Linked DNA regions of Mus musculus: all the other regions are linked to region 2. A link is a contact called in public promoter capture Hi-C data. All regions are on one chromosome and are shown on one strand. The core of a region is the stretch at or near the end of the contact, and the rest is flanking DNA. Distances in the headings are between cores, read along the strand shown.

Region 1 (2,774 bases), core at 200-2,699, 910 kb before region 2:
GCCGTGGAAGCCAGTGGGCATTTCGCACTTTGCTTGGGCCCTCTAATTTCTCGTAGTTCTCAGATGTGCATCCATCACTCTCCCTGCTCGTGCATCTTGGATGGGCTGCGGTAGCTGCGTAGATCACACACACAGCTGCCTCTGGGCCTGGTTCTGTTACCTGTGCATCTTAACTTTGAGCCTCAGATTTCCTCATCTCTAAAAATAGGGATAAGGATTCCATGGTTGTAAAAGGCTCCTTTCAGCCATCAGACTCTATGGTTTTAACTCTTAGTATTCTATTGCTGCGAAGAGACACCATGACCACGGTAACTCTTATAAAGGAAAGCATTTCACTGGGGCTGGCTTACACTTTCAGAGGTTGAGTCCACCGTCATCATGGCGGGAAGGATAGCAGCAGGCAGAGATAATAGTGCTGGAGAAGCCGCTGGAAGTTCTACCTCCAGGTCCAAAGACAAGAGGGAAAGAAGGCACTGCTACTGAAACTCCCAAAGCTCAACCTCACACTTCCTACAAGGCCACACCCACTCTAACTAGGCCACACCCATCCTAACAAGGCCACGCCAAAACGGTGATGAAGACTGTGTTTTCACCAAAATTTCAGACAAACTCCCCCCAGGTCTTCTGCTTGACTAGATCCAACTTCCAGCTTTCTGTTCTAGGGGAATCTAATTGGAGGACAAATCCTGATAAGTCAGTTTCGCCATAATTCTTATCCTTGATGTCTGACTGCTGTTAATGTCTTTTTTTTTTTTTTTTTTTTTTTTTTTGGTTTTTCGAAACAGGGGTTCTCTGTATAGCCCTGGCTGTCCTGGAACTCACTTTGTAGACCAGGCTGGCCTCAAACTCAGAAATCCACCTGCTGCTGCATCCCAAGTGCTGGGATTAAAGGCGTGCGCCACCACTGCCCGGCTGTTAATGTTTTATTACTTATCAACTTATCACTTATCTACAGCCTAAGTTCTGGGAAGCAGATCTACTGAGAGTCTCTCTTACCCCGCGATCTTCAGTAATTGTCCTTATACTAACTCATATTGTACTGTCCTCCATTTATCTTACTGGAACCAAGTCCAGTCTCTCCCCCTTACTGCAAGACCCCAACGCAATGGTCCTTTGTACCTGTCTCTATGGACCATTTTGAGTGAAGCCTGCCTGCTTTTTGTATATTTTTGGTGTGGTGCTTTTGCTGACCTCAAATTTACTATGTAGCCCAGGAGGCCTCAAATGTAGCAATCTGATTACAGGCTTAGTAGAAGCCAGCTTTGGGAAGGCTTAAGAATCAGGCAGGTGGATCTTTTTAGCCACAGGGCAAAGTGGTTTGCATAAACCCATTCTTGGTTTTCCCTGGGACTGAAGATTTGAGATTGCTGAGTCCACCGTGGCACCAGGGGGCGCTGCAGAATGTTCCCGGAAGCCCGCAGACCTCACTGCGGGACGCACCTGCTTTCCGGCTCTCGGCTCTTCCGGAAGCGGAGCTGCTTACCGGCGTGGGGCGAGACGGGGAGCTGCCGGGAAGCGGCCGGGAAGCGGCCGAGAACCTGCCGGGTGAACAGGGCCTGCAGGGGGGCTGCGCCTGGGTCCCGCGTGGGGCGCCATGGACGACGCCGGCGGCTTGGGAGGCAGCGGAGGATTCCGCCCGGGCGTAGACAGCCTGGATGAGCCGCCCAACAGCCGCATTTTTCTAGTGATCAGCAAGCACACATCCGAATTGGTGCTGAGGGAGCGCTTCTCGCCCTTCGGAGACATCCAGGACATCTGGGTGGTGCGCGACAAGCACACTAAGGAGTCCAAGGGCGTGGCCTTCGTCAAGTTCGCGCGCAGCTCACAGGCCTGCCGGGCAATGGAGGAGATGCACGGACAGTGCCTGGGTCCCAGCGACACCAAGCCCATCAAGGTGCGGGGCTGAGGTGCCTGGTTTAGGGTGTGTGAGGTAGAGATGCCCAGGTTGGGGTGTTTGGGATATGGGTGCCCGGGGTTGAGGGTGCTCGCGAGGGTGACGGCGGTATGGGTTGGGGTCTCTCCCGCCCCTTTGCTGCGCCGGGGATGCTGTGCATCTGGTAGGAGAGGGGTTGGATTCTGCACGCACCGTGAGTGTGCCGAGGATGGCTTGGAGGAGCGGATCCCCGGCCTCTGGCCAAAGGAGCCTCTTACCCTGGGAACAGATTGGGTAGCCACATCCAAGGATAGCACAACTGTGGCTGACCTCGTAAGTCAGTCAACCTCCTGTCCCCGTCTTCCTGTCTATTGTGAAAACTTTTCTGAGCTTCCTCTCTCGAACACTGTAATTACCTTCGCGACTAGAAAATTTAGTTTTAGGGTTTTTTTTCCTCGTGTATTTTACTTTTACAAAGCTTGAAGGATCTCTTAAGTAAAAAAAAAATTACAGCACCATGCCTATAAACAGAAAATTATCAAAGTAAAAGTATTTTGTGACAAGCTATGCTATACTGGAAAGGGGCAAACCTAGAAAACGGTGCAAGGTGTGGGGGAATTCTGGTTTGGGTTTTGTAAGAATACCATTTACGAGTGTTCATGGACTGTGGGCTAGAGTGTCTCCAGCCCCTCTTCTATGCTGCACCTGGGCATGGGGAGGGGAGTTAGAGGGTAGTAGGGGCAGAGAAAGGCAGAGGGAGAGGAGGAGGGGGAGGGAAAGAAGAAGGAGCAGGAGGAAGAAGAAGAAGAGAGAAAGAAAAGGAAGAAGAAAGAAGAGGCCAGCCATGAGCACGTAGAGAAGGGGAAATAAATGGGGGCGGGGGGAGAGCAAGGGAGGAACG
Region 2 (2,700 bases), core at 108-2,607:
CTCATTCACAGTGGTTAAAATGCAGGTAAACTTTAAAAGCATAGAGTAGGGCCAATGTTTAAGGTTAAATTGATCTGGGATGTCTGAATACATATTTAGCAAAATGATTTCCTGGAATTGGGGATATAAAAACAATCAATAGAGATGTGCAAATGCTTAGTAATTCCTTTGGAGTTTTGTTGTCGTCATTGTTACAGGGTAAAGGCAGCCACCAAGTTCTGTCCACAAAAAAGTATTATGTATAAAGGCTTCCTGGTTCTAGAACAAAGAAAGTATTTTATTGCCTAAAGCAAAGGGAAGATATTTTCCTTCTATTTAGTATTGTTATACTAAAATAGCATACCAATGAAACCAGCTAGGTGTGACAAGTCCCAAGGTTTGTAAACAAAGATAACTGTTCTTTATTGTGATTTCTTCCTTGATAGGGGTAAATCCACCCCCCTAAAAAAAATAAAATAAAATTGATTCAACCAAAGAAAACCACAGGGATTTTCCAACATGGGGGGTGGGTACCCTGAATGACAATGTTAATGTGAGAGATTGTCAAACTGCTGGCAGGCATGGTGGGTTATGCTGGATACAGACAAAACCTAAAGACAGCTAGGACCTGTCAAACAGCAGCTGTCTAGTTATTCCCACAGCAGAATTCCCAACTTCTCTGGGTGAGGGCCATGTGTGAGAAGGTGTCAAAGCCTGGAGAGTCAAGGGGTCGTCAGTGTCTGTATGCCCAGCCACAGACAGGGTGAATCCCACCATCCCCTCCAGAGCCGGGCATACTGAGACTGTCCTTCTTTCTAAGGGACACTAGATATCTCAGGTCCCCGCACCCTGGCCAAGTATCTCCGGCCTCCCTTTGTGGCCCTCTGTGACTGGAGGGCTGTGACCCGCCCGCAGGCCCCGGAGAAGCCGAGCCCTACGGCAACCCCGGAGCTCCGGCCCTGCAGCCCGCGTCCCGCACCGGCAGCTACCGGCACACACAAAGGAGCGGGCCGGGATGCGGGGGCGCGGGGGCTTGCCTGGGATGCTCGCACGCGGGGAGGGAGTGGAACCCCATGAATCCAGGCTGACACTCAAACCTGTTGCTGGATTCGGGGCCCAGGGACCCCGCCAGGGCGCGGGCGCAACGGGTGCGGGCCGAGGCCGAGGCGGCGGGAGCGGGGAGGGCCCGCGGGGCTCGCACCTCGGGCGCTTTGTCTGCGGCGGGCGCGGACCAGCCGGCGGCGTAGCAGGGTGGGGGAACCGCCGCCGCCCTCCCGCCCGCGCCACGCGCGTCCCTGTCCCGCGCGGCCTGCGCCCCCCGCCCCGCGCGGCCGCACTCACCTGGCTGGCGCGGGCCGGGCTGGCGGGCGTTGGGGACGACGCGGGGACGCCGGCGCGGCGGGCGGAGAGCTGGGCGAGGCGGGAGGGAGGCGGGCCGGGGGCGGAGCGGCCCGGGCGGCGGGCCCGCGGCAAATCGCTGCCCGGCCCTCCGTGCGTCAGGCTGGGGGGCGGCGGCGCGGGTGGCCCGGCCACCTCCCGGCACCCGCGGCCTGGCCCTGTCCGCGCGACCTCGCGTGCGCCCGTGGCGGCCGCGCGGAGACCCCGCCCGGCGCGGAAGGGGGCGGGGCACTTGGGATTGACGTCCTGTGGTCCCCACCCCGTAGAGCTTGACCGCGTGGGTGGTGGAAGCTACCCGGGCCGGGGGTCAGGAAGTGTGGCTGGAGTGGTCCTAACACTCTTTTATTTGTTTTCTCCTGCTTCACCCATCTCCCACTTCCATAGTCTCTAAGGTCTCCCCTAGTGTAGAAACCCCTGTGTGCTGGGATGCCTGTGGTACCATGCACACAGGGTTGGAAACTGGAGGGGCAAAAGCTGGTTGGGATTCCAGACTTTTGTTTGACTCTGGGGATCTTTCTATTGGATGATCCAAAATTCACAAACGGGGCTTTCTGACGATGACTACCTCAGTATCCTCTTTTATTATTTTATTGCACAAGTCACTTTTAGGTCATTTCCTGAATTCAGTTCAAAAGAGTCATCCGCACAAAACCACAATGGCCACATGGTCGCTATGCCTGGTCTTCCATAGGATGCACAAGGCCACCCCAGTATAACCCAGTTTCGTTAACAATCTCTCTCCATTCCAAATAAGCACCCAACTTTCTCTGTTTAAGCTGCTTGGCTGAAAATAGAAGAGCAATTTCTTCCTGTTAATTCTGGGTGACAAATCTGTGTCTATTGCTACTACTTGGTCAAAGAAATCCTACTGTTAGCCACTCTTGAGAGCCATGGCTTTCTAGATTCACTTCTGCTTGAGTTCCATGTAACTGCCAACCCTCCCCCGGCCCCCAATCGAAGCCCAGCGTGCCTCTTCTGTATCTAAAAACCCTCATAGGTTGTGTATGTAGACTAGAATCCGCAGTAGACTCCACAACCTCTTCACCTGCTGTTCTATCTTCTGCCACATCCACACACCACACAGATTCCACAGGCTCTGAGGCTATGCTTCCATAGCTCCTCCCACTTGAAATCCATCCCTTGCATAGCCAGATGAACTCCTACCATCCCCAAAGACAGCTCATGACTTCTTCCTAGTACTGGCTCACAGGCCAGCCTCATCCCACACACCATAAACTAGACACTCTGTCCTCTCTACTTTCATAGAACCTTTGAGTTCCTGTGATTATCTTTACTACTTTCTTTCTTTGGTGGTCTTTTCTT
Region 3 (2,768 bases), core at 121-2,620, 630 kb before region 2:
GGAGTCTTCTATGTTTCCCTGATTTTTCATGGACACACACTCAAGCGTGGTAGGTACCAAGAATCCGAAGTTCCAGATGTGTCCATAAAAAGGGAAACTCGGAAAATTCTGACGGCGTGGCTACTAGCCTCTGCGCTGGTAACTTTGTAACTTTGAAAGGCGATAGCACCCACGGACTTGGCTATCGGAGCTCCAAGAATATTTCCAGTTTTTAATTCTTAAGAGGAACTTTAGCCGGCTCCCCAGGTACTGGAAAGTGTGCAGGATGCTGGGAGTGTCTGAGCTTCCTTACATCTTAGCGAGACAGAACTAGGGAGCGAAACAAATGAAGTTGATCCTGGAGTCTCTTGTCTTCAGAGTACACTCCCACAGCCATCTTAATTAAAAGGGCGCTTTTCCTTACTGAAAAGCAACATAGAATCAGGGCCTCCAATCCACATGGTCATGGGGAATTAACTGCATACAGACCTGTGCAAGTTATGTCACCAACGGTTACTCTGAAGGTGAAAGTGGGCACGTGTACTTGCACATCGGATCTTTCACATTCATAAACTGGAATGTTCTTGGTCTTCATGCCGTACTCGTGCAATACCTGAATCGGTGTTTTCCCAGGCTTAGCTGTTATCATCTTGCCCAAACTGCAAAAACCAGAAAAAAACGTAGGCATTGCACGTCAAAGCTGAAAGGGAAGCAAAAGCATCCACTTCTCAGTTTTGACAGTCACAAATGGTGACAAAAAGGTTCTGCAGCTCCCCAGCGGCCAGGATCAGTGGCAAGGCCTGGGCGAGCACCTGTCCCCGGGTGCTGCAGCCCATGGAGGAGAGTGGAGAGGTCTGTACAGAGAACTTGAGAGCGGTGGGAGGGATGCTGAAAGAAATCGGGTGGGCTTGGACTAGGCAGCTAGACACCCGGGTCTGCGCCTCAACACTGATCAAGTCCTCCCGATCGGCTAGCTGCCTAGGGTCACTAGAGGGGCGGGGCGCGCAGCAGACCCCCAGGGCCCGGAGGGCGGGCCCAGCGCCACGCCGGGAGAGGGGGGAGCTTTACCCAGAATGCTGCCCGACAGCCGGCTCCCTGCCCCTGCCCCGCTGCCCACCCGTCTTGGGCCTTGAGGCCTCGACGGCCCGGCGCTGACCTGAAGGTCCCGCTGTCCTCGCGCTGCAGCGGCGGGGCCTCGGCACGATGCCTGCTATGGGACATGGCGAGAAGGGACGGCTGGCCACAGCAATCAAGAGAAGTGTGGATCTGGGTCCTCCCTCTCCACGTCGGCCAGTTCCCGAGAGGAGCGTGCCCGCGCTGCCGCTTGGACGCCCCTCGAATCGCTGCCTGCCTCCCTCCAGCTAAGGGACAGGAGGAGAAGGAAGGAGAGGCGGGGCCTCGGCGCGGAAGAGCCGGCCACACCCCCTCTCTGCCCAGCCTCTCTGCCCCGCCCCTCTCTGCCATGCTCAGCCCCTCGATGTTCTTGCTCCACTTTGCCACAGTGCTCAGCCCTTTCCCGTTCCTCGGGCTCCGCCCTCTCTGCCAAGTTTCTGTCCTTCCCAGCTACCGCCCGCTCTCTAGTTGGGTTCCCAGAGCTTCTCAGAGCCCGGCCCCGCCCCTCCTGCGACCTGGCTCCGCCCTCTCTGCCAGTCCGGGCTCTTCCCAGCCTCTGCAGGCGCCTCCCCCCACCCCCCGTTCCGCTTCCAAAGCTTCTGAGCGCCCGGCCCCGCCCCTCACCCTTCTAGGCCCCGCCTCCATTGCATGTCCCGGCTCTTCCCGGCTCCTGCCTGCACCCCGCTTCGGTTCCCCGAGTTTCCCCTCCCGCCTTTAGTGGTGCAGAGAGCCTCAGTCCTTTGTCCTTAAAGGGAGGTGGCTTCCTTCTCAGCGAGAAAGCTAGTAGTAGGCTACGAGCCTAGCATGTTTGAGGAGCAAGGAAAAAAGATTAAGGGTTGGACTACTTTAAGAAAGATTTAAAAATTCGAATGGTAAATTACTAAGAAAATTGTGGATCTTGGCCCCGAAACTTGAGACCCGAGAGCGTCAGCTAAGGGGCAGCCAGTGGCTTTAAGAGCCCTGGATCCCTGGGCCCGCTGCTGTCTGGCGGGCCCGCTGCTGTCTGGCGGACTCTTGTGACCTGCTTAGGATAGTGGTTTTCATTCTTCCTAATGCTGTGACCCTTTAATTCAGTTCCTCATGTCGTGGTGACAACCCCTTCTCCCCCTCGCCAACTATAATATTATTTCTTGCTACTTCATATCTGTAGTTTTGCTACTATAATGCAACCCCAGGGGACTTGCAACCCACAGGTTTAGAACCTCTGCTTTGGGAACATGTGGGATCCCCAAAGAGATGCTGGAGGTGGAGTGCATAGCAAGGATATTTAGACCAGTTTCCAGGATTGCTCTTCCGGTTGACCTGTGCAATGGAGAGTGATGACGTTAACCTGGAACGCTCCACCTACAGAGTATGTTGTGGGTGTGTTAGCGCTTCAGAGCGTCTTAGAATTTGTGAACTATTTGCACAATGGCTCCTGTGTTTACTTAATGCTCTAGAATTGAATTCTAGAAATATTCTTACTGAGAGACTCCTAAAAGGTTTTTTTGTTTGCTTGTTTGTTTGTTTGTTTGTTTGTTTTTTAATGGAAGTTTTAGGTTGATGTACAAAAGTATTTGGTTCTGTGATGGAAATTTGTTTTGGTTGTATGAGAGCCCAAACACTTGGAAGCAAGGAAAAAATATCCGGAATTGAACCAAATTGAATTCTACTGGGGCTTAGGTTAAGCCTATTCT

Evidence for each region. Promoter capture Hi-C pulls out the DNA fragments that hold promoters and counts their contacts.
Region 1: a contact with region 2 is called in a promoter capture Hi-C map of liver, with 2.3 times the contacts expected there. The contact joins the promoter of Rbm45 here to the promoter of Sestd1 in region 2. A contact is called at or near these places in 2 of 39 promoter capture datasets (the 3T3-L1 cell line and liver).
Region 3: a promoter capture Hi-C map of liver shows a contact between it and region 2, with 2.2 times the contacts expected there. The contact joins the promoter of Prkra here to the promoter of Sestd1 in region 2. A contact is called at or near these places in 2 of 39 promoter capture datasets (the 3T3-L1 cell line and liver), 1 of 115 datasets of contacts at active chromatin or transcription factors (pancreatic cancer cells) and 1 of 9 other capture datasets (adipose tissue).

The regions. Positions count from the first base shown.
Region 1 is chr2:76,368,535-76,371,308 of GRCm38.p6, forward strand. It overlaps Rbm45 (RNA binding motif protein 45), which reads left to right and starts at 1,450. Exons shown (of 10, transcript NM_153405.2): 1 at 1,450-1,894. The coding sequence starts at 1,595.
Region 2 is chr2:77,279,235-77,281,934 of GRCm38.p6, forward strand. It overlaps Sestd1 (SEC14 and spectrin domains 1), which reads right to left and starts at 1,358. Exons shown (of 18, transcript NM_175465.6): 1 at 1,321-1,358.
Region 3 is chr2:76,646,657-76,649,424 of GRCm38.p6, forward strand. It overlaps Prkra (protein kinase, interferon inducible double stranded RNA dependent activator), which reads right to left and starts at 1,371. Exons shown (of 8, transcript NM_011871.3): 1 at 1,136-1,371; 2 at 469-638. The coding sequence starts at 1,200.